Regions from separate parts of the Gossypium arboreum genome. Here region 2 is linked to region 1. Evidence: chromatin contacts called from public Hi-C data. All regions are on one chromosome and are shown on one strand. Each heading gives the region's core, a stretch centred on a gene start, on an enhancer-like site or on the middle of the called end of the contact. The rest is flanking DNA. Distances are from core to core; before and after follow the strand shown.

Region 1 (6,531 bases), core at 2,226-4,725:
CATGAATTAAATTAATTATAGAATTAATTTAATTGGGCAATCAAATATCGAACATATTATATGTACAAGGATGTTGTATACATAATGAGAACATAATTCTATTAATATATGAATTTGGTTCGTATATAAATTTAAATAAATATAGTTTACCGAAATCTTTGTTATAATTAATGTAATTATAATTTTTGGTTAAAACATTATTATATTTATTTATTTTAAATTTTTTTGAATTAGGATTCGTTATAAATATACCAATTAAAAAGGGGAGTTATATATAAATAAAACCCGAAAACCTAGCTTGAGTGGTCTAGCGGCCGTCAAGCAAAGAAATCTCCAAAACAGTTTTGGGGACTTCTTCCGTTCATTGTCAATTGGGTAGATTACGTAGAGGTCGGCATATGAAAAAGTTGCAACTTGGTTCGATAGTAGTTCTGAATTCTTGTTGCCGAGGCGTCGCTATCTACTCAGATTGAAGTTTTGATAATTTCGAAACCATTATTATAATTTTTTTTCTTGATTTGTTCTTCACACATGGATCCATGGTTAGGATTGCCGGAATTTTATTTTTCAGCTGCGCCTTAGGGGCACCGGCATTCCAACAAATGGGAATCACACCCTTGCCATTTCGGTGAAACGATGGCAGGGGAGGCAGTCCTCAGGCGACGCATCAGCTGACGTGGCCAAGAGCAGCGGCACATAGGGGATCTAGAGTTTTTTTTTTTATTTTTTGAAAAAAAAATTAGGTTGTGGGTTTGAGCTTGTGTAACATTGGGTTTCAGTTTGTAAATTGGGTTAAGGTAAATTGAGTTAAGGTAAATTGGGCTGTATTTATTTTATTTTTGTTTTGTCTTTGTTTGAGTTTATTTATCTTTATTGAGCTGGACAAAATTGAGCTATTACAATATTAAAAATGGTTATACACATATTAAAATCTTTAAAAATAAAAATTAATATACTCGTTGGATTCATCCTCGATGGTTCAGTCATGTAAATTTCCTTCTCGCCCACCCTTTCGCATTTAAAACACTGAATCAATGACCTCAAGAAGAAGCCTAAAATAAGGTGGTCTAATCCCATTCTACGGCAAGTTCGTCTTTACTAAAAAGGGCATCAGTTTTGAGCGTCTAATTCAATTCTAGCTTCTGTATTTCAACAAAACTAGAATGTTGGTCTAACTTTTTTATTGATCACCAGTAGTCCCCGCAAGAACATGAACCATTCACAAAATGGTGGAACCTATTCCGATCCCTCATTACAATTTTACGGCCGGTGATCTTAGAAATCAACTTGGTCACAGCATGGCAATCCGAACACACCCGGAGGTTTTTTACAATCTTGATAGGGGTCCCCGGTTGAGTGCTGATAAGACCATATGCAAGCGCCAGCTTCTCACTGTGAACTTCAAGTGACTGCTCTTTTTGTTCATCCCCTATGTCATGTAGTACAATCTCTGTTTGTGGGGTGTAACCATGAGCTTTGAGCCAACCATTTATTTCCTCTAACATCTCATATATTTCTTTGGTTTTTGGATGTTTCAAATCCCCAGCAAGGAACTCATGAACCCTATTGTGCACTTCAATTGAGCTACAACCAGGCTCCTTCTGCACCCCACTGTCTTTCATCAAGGTCCTTATCCTCGCCACCTCTTCCCAATCGCCTTTCGCAGCATACATGTTGGAAAGAAGAATATAAGTCCCTGAATTAGCAAGATTGTGGCTGACAAGATACTCTGCTATTTTCTCTCCCAATTCAAGATTACCATGTAACCTACATGCCCCAAGCAAAGCTCCCCACAAGATGGGATCGGGCTCTACCTTCATGTTCTTCACAAGCTCATATGCCTCTTCTAATCGACCAGCACGACCAAGAAGGTTTACCATGCATCCATAATGTTCGATCTTGGGTTCGATCTCATACTCCTCTCTCATTGCATTGAAAAAACTCCATCCCTCTTTGACCAAACCAGCGTGACTACATGCACCCAAAACACCAATGAAAGTAATATCAGTAGGGCGCAAACCAATCCTGCACATTTCATGAAACAACTCCAATGCATCTTGGCTGAACCCGTGCAAGGCATACCCTATAATCATCGAATTCCATGCAACAACATCCTTATAATGAATCCTATCGAACACTAATCTCGCATCCTCCAGGCTCCCACATTTGCTATACATGTCAATCAAAGCAGTAGCAACACGAACACTCACTTGAATATCATTATTTTGCATATAGGAATGAAGCCATCTGCCTGACTCTAAAGCTCCAAGCTGACCACAAGCTGATAAAACAGTCAGTATAGTGATTTCATTAGGCCTAGATTTCGCTGCCAACATTCGCCTGAAAAGCACCAAAGCTTCCTTAGGCATTCCATGTTGAGTATACCCATCGATCATCACATTCCAACATACCACATCCTTCTTCACCATTCCATCAAACAGCAACCTTGCCTCCTTAAGCTCCCCGTGTTTCGCGTAACAAGTTAGCATCGTGGTCAAAGAAACTAAACTCTTCTCGGGCATTCTCTCGAACACGAGACGGGCGGACCCAACGTCACCCCCTCTCGCGTAAACATCGACTAGACCTGTCTTTACATACAAATCTGAATCAAACCCAAGTTTGATAACTTGAGAATGAAGCATTTTTCCATGTTCAAGAGAACAAGATTTCAATATGGAAGAGAAAGTGAACTCGTTAGGCTGCACACCTTCAAATAACATTTGCGTATAGATAAATAAAGCTTCTTGGGAGAGACCATGGAGGGCGTGGGCGTTAATGATAGAAGTGTAGAAAAAGATGTTGGGGTTGAGAGTTCGATTGAAGAGAGCAAGTGAATAGTCGAGACGGCCTCGAGAAGAGTAAGAGCGTTGAAGCTTGAAATTTAGGATGGGGTGTTGATGAAGGCCGTGGCGGAGAAGAGCTGCGTGGATTTGGAGCAAGTGATGGATGGAGCTGGATTTATCTAAAAGAAGAGCTAGCTTGTCTGGTGATGGTGGAAAGTTGGTGACGGCGGCGAATGAGAGAGTGCTACGGTTTATGGAGGGTGCTGGCGGTGGAGGAGAAGTGAAAAGCAGGGCTGAGGACATGCTTGAATGAAGCAAAGTCTCAACAATTCAGGCACTCACAAGCTTTTGATAAGCATTTTGATTTACAGAGTATACTCATAGATTTGCTTGCTTTGTACTTTTACCTTATCCAACATAGATTTTAAACAAACTTGAGTCGAGTGGAACGGAAGTACCTAACAAGTTCAGATTATGTTTGCATCTAATTTTATATTTTAATTTGAAATTTTAATCTTACGATTTCAAATTATCGAATACATAACATTTGATTATTTGAAGACTGAACGGATAACAAGCAAATAATTATTTGGATCCTATTTTTTTTAAAATTTTTTAATTTTATAAACACAATTTAAGAATATATGACCAAATCATAATCAATACCAAATAATTGGTAGTTGTACAACTCAGACTCCAGATCTTTGAGTCCCCATATTTGAGACTACATTATCAACATCACATAAGGTGGCCCAAAGAAGAAGACCACAAGTTAAGAAGGCCCACGCTGGAATGTTGGAGAGAAATCCCCTATTTCAATGCTCAACAAAGAATCTCGTGCACCCTAAGCTTCCAACACGAAATTGACACCTACCACCTATTAAGCCCTTAATAAGACCGTAACATTTGGCTCTCTAGTTGTCACCAATCATCTTATAAATGGCAAGCACCTTCACCATTTATAACCATCTCGTAAGTCCCCAAATCATATGGTTTATCTCTTTTCTTTCTTCAATATGTTTAACTTGAGCATCAAGGTGTGAGATGAAAGTTTTACAATTCCCTTCTTGCAAGTTCAAGAAAGCAATCCGAAGAGTTCGTAAGCCCTTATAATTGCTAGCAAATTATGGGAAAAGCCTTCAATTGCACCAATATCTCACAGGAAACATTAGCCATGAGTCCTTCGCATCGTAGGAGTCTCAGATGTCTACAAGCTATTTGGAAATTCAAGAATTGTTGGAAAAATCTGGTTAAAAAAATAATTTATATTTATAGTGAAAGTTTAAAAATTTTCAAAATCGACTTGATTTGTGATTTTTATAGTAATAAACTTTTATTAAAAAATAATTGTGTTTTGTGCAAGATGAATTCAAGTCGATCCTGACTTTCAACCGATGACATTCTCTACTATTCTTGTACTACAAAATCCGTCGAGTGTGGGCTCAAGTAATACGAACCAAACACAGAATATGAAAAAACCAAACACAGAATATGAAACTTACTTTCAATATGAAAGTAATTCTCTCAATAAAAATCAATAAATATCGTAATTTCCAAAAATTAAAATTTATTCTAAGTAAATAAATTACTATTATTATAACACCTTATACCTCACCCGATCGAAGAATTCGGATACAAAGTATCATATCTTACTAATTGGACTATGAAAACAACTAAGCATTTAAAATCATACTTATTTTCAAAAATTGTCAAAAACATTTTTACCAAATTTTTAAGTAACTGGGCTTTTTAAATACTTTTTATTTTTAAAATTTTAATGATTTATTTAATTAAACTATATGGATCAATTGAACTAGTAGAATTAATGGCCTGATTGGTTCAATTATCGATCTAATTCTAAAAATCTTGGTCGAATATTTTATAGTAATATACTAATATTTGCAATTATTGGATAACGAAACTTTAGTTGATAGTTTCTAACTGTACCAAAAATACCTTATATCATACAATAGTTAGCATACAATTTTCAACTTAATAAATCCAAACTACCTTATATCATACTTAGCATACAATTTTCAACTTAATAAATCCAAACTACTGGACTATACTTAGAAAATTAGAGATAAAAATTTACAAAAATAATTTATTGAAAAAATGAAAGGGTCCCGCAATTATTGTTTTATTTGCATAGGATTGAGAATATTTTATTCAACATGAAAATGATCCTAATAATTTGATGACTATTCTCATTATCCAAATATTGGTCTAATGTCATGTGTTCATTATGCTTTTAAGGATTTAAATAACTTTTTTTATAATCTCTAATTTTTCTAATTTTTAATAATATTATAATTTATTAGATTTTTATTATTTATAAGTTTTATAATATTTCAATATTTTAAATATGCTTTATTAATTTTATAATTTTTATAATTTTTATAAATTTTAGGTAAACTATCAAAATAGTCACTTTTGTTTTCCTCATGTTATATTTAGTCACTTTTGTTTACTTTAGGTTATATTTAGTCACTTATGTTTGAAATGTTATGTTTTAGTCACTTATGTTATTGCGTTGTAACATTTTAGCCACTGAGCCGTTAATTTTCGTTAACGATGTAACAGTAAGCTGACGTGGCATGTTAAACTATCATTTCAAATAAAAATTTTAGGTTAACTTATGCAATCAGTCCCCATATTTTTTCGTTTTGAGCAATTTAATTTTTTTCTTTTATTTTTTTAACTTTCTTTTTTTTTCCATTCTCTTCTGCTTCTTCCTCTGTTTTTCTCCTTTTTCCATTTCTTTTAACGTAGTTTTTCTATATTTTCTATTTATTAAAACTAGTCCTTATATTTTTATTTTTTTTAACAATTTAATTTTTTCGAGTAAGGTAAGCTTGTGGACTAGTTTTAACAAATGAAAAATATAGAAAAACTACGTTAAAATAAATGAAAAAAATGAGAGAAACAGAAGGAGAAGCAGAAGAGAATGGGAAATTAAAAAGAAAAAAAGAAAAGTTAAAAGAACATAAAAGAAAAAAACTAAATTGCTCAAAATGAGAAAATATAAGGATCAATTGTAGAATTTCACCTAAAATTTTCATTTAAAATGATGATTTAACCTGCTACCTTAGCTTACTGTTACTCTGTTAATGGCTTAGTAACTAAAATGTTATAACATGATAACGTAAGTGACTAAAATGTAACCTAAAGCAAATAAAAGTGACTATTTTGATAGTTTACTCTAATTTTTTATAATTTTATAATTTTTAATATTTTTATGAACAAATATAAGATTAAATTATAAATTAACACGTGTAACTATTTTATTGGCCTGTCAATTAATTTTAATGGTAACATAGTCAAATATAAAAACTAAAGCTCAATTGGTTGTAAATTTAGTGGGTTTAAAAAAAATTATATTTAAATCGAAAAAGCTCATAGAGTAAGCACGGTCATGACATGAAATCGAGTTGAATTTAACATAAAAGAAATTTGTTAAAATATGCTCAAAGTTGTTATATTCTTCGTATATTTATGATTTAGTCCTTATATTTTTATTTTAAAATTTTAGTTTCTCTATTTTTAAGATTTAAAATTATAAGTTCAATTATTAATATTATTAATTCTTATGTTAAATTTAAATTCATTACAATTTTTTAAATGATTACAAGTGAATAAATTTTTATTTCAAGATATTACATTAATGAATTTAATAGAATAATTTTGACGTATTTCATGATAAATAGATTAAAACTCAAATGTAAGATTGGATTTAAAATTGAACCTT
Region 2 (6,531 bases), core at 1,183-3,682, 650 kb before region 1:
CTATTTGCAATGACCTTCATGACTAGCTTATATAACACTGAGCAGAGACTAATAGGATGAAACTACGAGAAGTTTTTCGGGTTCGAAACTTTAGGTATTAACACAATAAGAGTGTTATTAAACGCTGGTTCAATTGTTCCTCCCTCAAAAAACTTCTTAACCCACTCACAAATAGCTCACATTATATTATCCCATTGGTTCTGAAAGAAAGCCACTTGAAACCCATCACTACCCGGGGCTTTCAAGGTTGCCATATCAAAAAGGGCAGCCCTAATTTCCTCATTCGTAACACCTCTCCCTAGTAGATCAACATCTTCAGTACTAAGCCTTGGAAAAGCATTAGGAGGTAGAAACCCTAACGGACATGGATTCTCCCCATAAAAATTCTGGAAAAAGTTAACCATTTTCGTCTTAAGAACCTCAGGGTCAAAAATCCATTCTCCATCAGTATTACATAAAGCGGTGATTTTATTAAAATTCTTTCTCAAAACCATACGTCTGTGAAAGTAGCTAGTATTGAGATCTCCCAAGTTTAGCCACTTACATTTAGAATTTTGCTTCCAGAGCATCTCCTCATGATGAAGAATATTTTCTAGCTTATCATGAACAATCACTTCCTGCTGAAAAAGAGAATTAGACCCCGAGAGATCCAAAACATATTGTATTTTAGCAAGCTTTGTGCATTAACTGCCTCTTCCGTAGACTTATATGATCATAAACACATTTGTTCCATTCTTTGAGTTTATCTGTAAATTCCTCAACTGCACTTGTCATATTACCATTGAAGCTCCAATTATTCTTAACAAATTCAGAAAAATTATGGTGATGCAACCAACCAGCTAAAACTGGAAGAATCTATTAGGAGCACCACTACCATCATAGCGAAGCTTCAGTAGCAAAGGCCGATGGTCAGATTTGATTTTGAGAAGGTGGGTAATTAAACAATTAGGGAAGGCTTCCATCCAAGCATCATTTCCCACAGCCTTATCAAGTCTTTAAGAAAGATTACCACGATGCCACGTGAATGGGGGACCTTGAAAACCCAGGTCGTGTAAAAGAGCTTTGCCCATAAATTCACCAAAGGACTGACATTTGCGGCCATTGACATGGCTACCTTTTTTATCTTCTAAAGAGAGGATGGAGTTGAAATCTCCAATGGCTATCCAAGGAACAGACACACTTGGAACTGTGTGACTTTCCTTTTCTGTTTATCAGGGCTCCCATAAACAAAAGCAATAAGGACCGGATGAGGATGTAATTTGGAGCAAATACAAGCTAGGATAAATTGAGGATAATTACCGATCACCTCCAAATCAATTGAATTCTTCCAACCAATCCAGATACCTTCAGAAAATCCCACTGTTTCCACTCGATACGACTTATCCCAGCATAACTTAGCAATAATTGTGTCAGCTTTAATCCCACTAATTCTTGGCTCAAAAAGGCTAATTTTATCGAGCTTGTACTGATTATTATACTCACGAAAATCTTGCAAAAATTTATCAGACGCATACCCCTGCACATTCTAAGATAAAATAGACATGTTCATCATAATAAAAATTAAAATAGAAAAAAAAATTATCTCAATGGTGTCCGGTAGAGGAAAACTCCTCTCGCTCTCCTTTTTTTCGAGAAAAATCATTAGCAGAATCTCCATCAATTTCAGATGCAATAAGCTCTGTTACCCTCTTCATAGAATCAACAAAGTGAACGTGGGTATTTTCAGAATTCTTGAAACGATTACCCGGTCCCTTTCGGATTTTATTGAGTTTCCACCCTTCTTTAGAGCTAGTTACTTTGGCATTGGTAATTTGTCTTTTCAAATCCTCTCTAGGAAATTTAATTTCAAACGGGCAGACACTATCCTCTATCTCCTCGCTGATCGGCTCCAGAATGCTACTCCTTTTGAATACCACTGCCGAATGATTTTTGGCTTCTAGAACTCCTCCCTTTACCTCTACATTAACAAACGAACTCTTCTCAAATGTGGGGTTAGAGTGTACTACATGTTGCGCTTGCTTTTGGACTGAAGAAGACGTGTCCACCTTCACGTGTTCTGCATCACCACCAAACTGTGAATTTGAAATTAAAGGACAAGAGGATTCAGAAATATCTGAATTTAGGGGCTGATTATTTTCTCCAATATTATGGCAAGAAACATGCGTGGCACTCGCAGTCTTCGAAAAAACTGTAACAGCCTCATTCGAAGCTTGGGCCGCTTTCTGCTGTCTAAAATCAAAGCTACTGGAGGTCTGCTGAAAGTCCAATGAGGCCTGCTGAGAAGCAGCCGAATGTGTGTGGGGGACCAAACCCGTCTTGGGCCCAACCTGATTATGGTCCTTTTGAAAATTATGGATCTTTGGGTCATAGGCCTGTCCAATTAGGAGTTTCCCCACCAACAGGCCCACATTCGCTTTCTTAGAGCCATTAAAACCAGGTTTTTTACCCGTTGAAATTTTCTCTTGAGAATCACTTGTGACTTTCCCTTTTTTCTTCAAATCCCTGTGACTTACCTTACTTAAATCCTCATCCGTTAAATTCGCCTCCAGTCCTGTTACCGATTGAAATCTTGACCCTGAATTTTTCTCCCCTTTGGAATTATTTCCTTTTTTGATTCCATCCAAGGTGCCACGTCTGCTCATCAGCTCCACCAGCATCCAGGGGCCGTACTCCCCATCTCTGGCCACCACAGAAGATGCAGAGGTTTGTTCAGACGTTTCCTCTTTCTCTTTGTCTTTGAAGAATTTGTAACAGCCGGACAGTTCTCTGTGATGTGTCCATAACAGCCACACTTGAAACATACCACCGGTAGATTCTCATACTCAATTGTTTGAGGACTGCCATTGATGAGAATTTTAGAAATTAAAGATCTCCCTAAATTGACATAAACTGCTATGTGAGCATATCGACCCTGTGTTTTGCTATCTGTATTGAAATCTAATTTAGTGACTTTGCCTACCATTCCCCCAATCTCCATTAGGATCTGTTTCTAATATAAATAACTAGGGAGGCTAGGAAGTTGAATCCATGTGAGAACCATATTAGGGAAAGGTAGACTAGGATTGAAATCGATCGTTCATGGTTGAACGGTTAGGTAATGACCGAAGATAACCCACGGCCCCTGAGAAAGGATCTTATCATAGTCATCAGTACTTTGAAATTTAGCGAGAAAATAACCATTCTCTATATCCATTAATTAAAAAGGCTTAGATGGCTTCCAAATCCCATATAATCTATTATACAGAGTCGTGATTCCAAGGTTCCGACCAAGCATCTTGAGAACCACAGAGGACGACATCTCCTTTTTCCAATAACTGATAAACTCTCTCCGAGAAATCGATTGAAGGAATACCATCAACAACCTATTTCTTTACATCTTGCTCAGTGAGGGAAAAATTATCGACAACGAAGTGATCACCCTTTGTCTTATTCGACGCAAGAATATCCTTCCCCACTAGCTTATCTTTTCAGGGAAGAGAAGGTGTTAGTGATGACTCCACGACCATCACATCTTCAGAAGACCCATCTGAATCCTTGAAACGGACCTTTTTAGTGTTGGAGTCCTCCACAGCCATCACATCTTCAGTAATCACATTCGATTCCTTGAAATGGACCTTCTTTATAATGGAATCCTCAGGAAGAGAGTCACCTTCTCCATTATTGTCCACATTAGAAATCGAAGAAGACGAGAACATTTTCAGAAATATAAAAGATTTTATTATATTTTATAATTTACTTTTTTTAATCCACGTAATGATGGTAAACCAGAATCGTTCGGTGGATTTCGCACCGATCTGTTTTGAATGGAGTGATTTTTTTTCCTTTAAAAAATGGATACATGGCGGGGCAGGTGAATTGCTTGCCCCACCTGTTCCGCTTAATCATTTGTTAACCTCCTAAATTTGCGTGTGGAGTTTAAAATTTCCATTAATGTACCAAATAATTTTTTTAAAGCAACATATATGCTTTTTTTTATTCAATACATATTTAAATCCAATAACAAAAACCAATGATATTTTTCTTATTGTTCATATCCTAAATTTTTATTTTTCAAAAAATGTGCTTGCTAAGAAATATTTGGTTTAGAAGTTGTTATTTGAAACGCAGCGTTTTGATTGTAACAGTAAAACGGCGGGTACGCCTGAAACTTGAGAAACGAATCCCACTTCTCCTTTCTCAGTTTCCACTTGTCAGTTGCCTCAAGCCAAATCAAATGCGTTACCGATAATAACTTTGGATCTCCTTCCCTAATCTTAAATCCCGATCCGATCTAGGGTTCCGTCTGAGATCGAAATGGGGATCGTGATCGAAACCTCCATTTGGGAACCAAGTTCTTCCGTCTTCATTTTCATTTTCTTTTCATCTTTCCTCTTACTTTCTCTCTTCCCTTTCTATCTCTCCAAACACGCTCCCACCACCAAGTCTTCTGCTTTCTCCGACCACCCTTTCTCCTCCTCTTCTCCCCGCTTCCAACTTTACTTTCTCCTTCTCTATTTCCTCGCATCAGGTACATTATTTTTAAAAAAAAATTCAATTTTTTTTTAAATTTAAAGTAAAAAAGGAAAAAGAGCTGATAGTTGATCTGATTTTTACGTTTTTTTTTCCTAGTATTGGAAGGATTGTGGTCGGTGTACGGAGAGTTTGAGCTGGTTTACTATGGGATAAGCAAGGAAGATACGGTGACGTTTATGCTTATTGGATTTGGAGCTGCTCTTTTTGTTGGTAGTCTCTTAGGTCTTGTCTCTGATTTAATGTGAGTAAAACTAAACTTTTTCATGTTTATTTAATCACTTTAAATAATGTTTTTTTAATGAATTAACCAATGTTAGCTATGGATTAATCAAGGGTTGTATAATTGTGAAAATTTTGATAGTTTTATTTATTTTTATTTATGTAGAGGTCGAAAGAAAACTTGTTTGGTGTTTTTTATCTTGCACCTTATTGTTGGGATATTGAAGATGGTTGCACCAAGTCCTAGCTTTTGGGTAGCAAATTTATGTTTGTCTTTGGCAACATCAATATTTTCCTTCAGTTTCGAGACATTGGCTGTTGTTGAACATGACAAAGTTGACTCAAAGGTTCAGTTCTTTCTCGATGTGATTCTCTGGTTTCTAAGAAACAAATGAAAACTATGAACATGATGGTATGCATTCTTTCTTTTCTTGCAGCTGGGTCATAGGCAAGATATTTTGAATGAAACATTTTGGTTGATGACTTTTTTTGAGTCCGCATCTTTGATTGGAAGTCAAGTGATTGGTAATTGGATGGTGGGTGGTAATTTGGAGAAAGGAATTGGCTCTCCTTCCATTGCAGCCACCTTACTGGCGATACTGGGCATCACCTGCATGTCCAGACATTATGATGGAACTACGAAGATAATGACATTTAAGGATTATAGGATGTCCTTTTCTGTGTATATCCTTGGTGGTAAGAATTTTGTAGTTTCATTAGTTCTTTCTTCTTATTCATGGATGGAAACGAACTCTTAAGGGCAGAACTTTCTAAAATGACCATTTTAGCAGCGTTTTGAGAGTAGTCTATTTGTAACTGAACATTTAAAGCTAAAAGTAATAAATGTGTGTCACATCATCAAATACATGCACTCATCTAAGGTAGATTGGGGTTTATCTGTCTTCGCTGATGAGTTTTACGTGGTTGTATGTTTGGGTTTTGCAGAAGATCCTACCTTTGATTCTTAGTGTTCCTATCATACCAAAAAAAAAAAAAAAAAGAAAATGTTATAAAGTGCTTGTGTTCTGCAGATAGAAGGATATGGCTACTAGCGTGTGCACAAGCTTGCCTTCATTTCTCCATTGCAGTTTTCTGGATTCTTTGGGCCCCAACACTGGTGGTCAGATCATATCTATTGTTGACGACATGTGATTAGTTTTTTTCAGTTTTTCTGTTTATTCCCTTTAGGTTTCCAAATTATCTTCTTGGAAGCTTGATTTCTTTGAAGTATACTATTTGAAGGTGATTTTTATATGTTAGGCTGATGGTCGAGAAGTTTTTCTAGGGTTGATATATCCATGCTTGCTCGGAGCAAGGATGTTAGGAAGCACAGTGTTTCCTTGGCTTATTAATGCTTCTCTTCGAACTGAGGATTGCTTAACATGTGCATTTGTCGTACAGGCTCTTCTTTTATCTATAATAGCTTATGATTATGAGGTAAGTTCGTGTTGTCTCTCTGTATGTATTTGTAAATGTATAAGTTAGGGCGCCTTGTTTTTTATTCCATTCATGGTCTCAGAGTTACGTGATCTGAATTGCAGGAAATTGGAGTTCTCGTCACACAGTTTTCTTTATACCATGCCTGCATTGGCCTAATTCTGCCTTTGCTTGCAAGATTGAGAACCATGTATGCTGCACCTTTCTCTTTTTCAAGTTTTTAAGAAGTCCTTTTTTTTCCCTTTTCCTTTCTTTTTTAGTGCCCCTTTTATTTGTAGAAATTAGTTTTAGATCACTTTGCTGTAATCATGTTATAGGTATGTGCCAAATGAGTTGCGTGGAGGAATGATAAGCCTTTCTCTG

The links. Hi-C and Micro-C count contacts between places; a contact is called where the count stands out from the background.
Region 2: a Hi-C map of leaf shows a contact between it and region 1, with 3 times the contacts expected there. The contact joins the promoter of LOC108479672 here to the promoter of LOC108476948 in region 1. A contact is called at or near these places in 2 of 5 Hi-C or Micro-C datasets (both in leaf).

Annotation. Positions count from the first base shown.
Region 1 is chr12:33,371,193-33,377,723 of ASM2569848v2, reverse strand. LOC108476948 (pentatricopeptide repeat-containing protein ELI1, chloroplastic) reads right to left here and starts at 3,475. Exons shown (of 1, transcript XM_017779332.2): 1 at 934-3,475. The coding sequence starts at 3,086. The coding sequence ends at 1,188.
Region 2 is chr12:34,017,614-34,024,144 of ASM2569848v2, reverse strand. LOC108479672 reads left to right here and starts at 2,432. Exons shown (of 12, transcript XR_008276193.1): 1 at 2,432-2,703; 2 at 4,125-4,507; 3 at 4,609-4,753; 4 at 4,898-5,078; 5 at 5,169-5,427; 6 at 5,763-5,851; 7 at 5,992-6,168; 8 at 6,273-6,358; 9 at 6,486-6,531.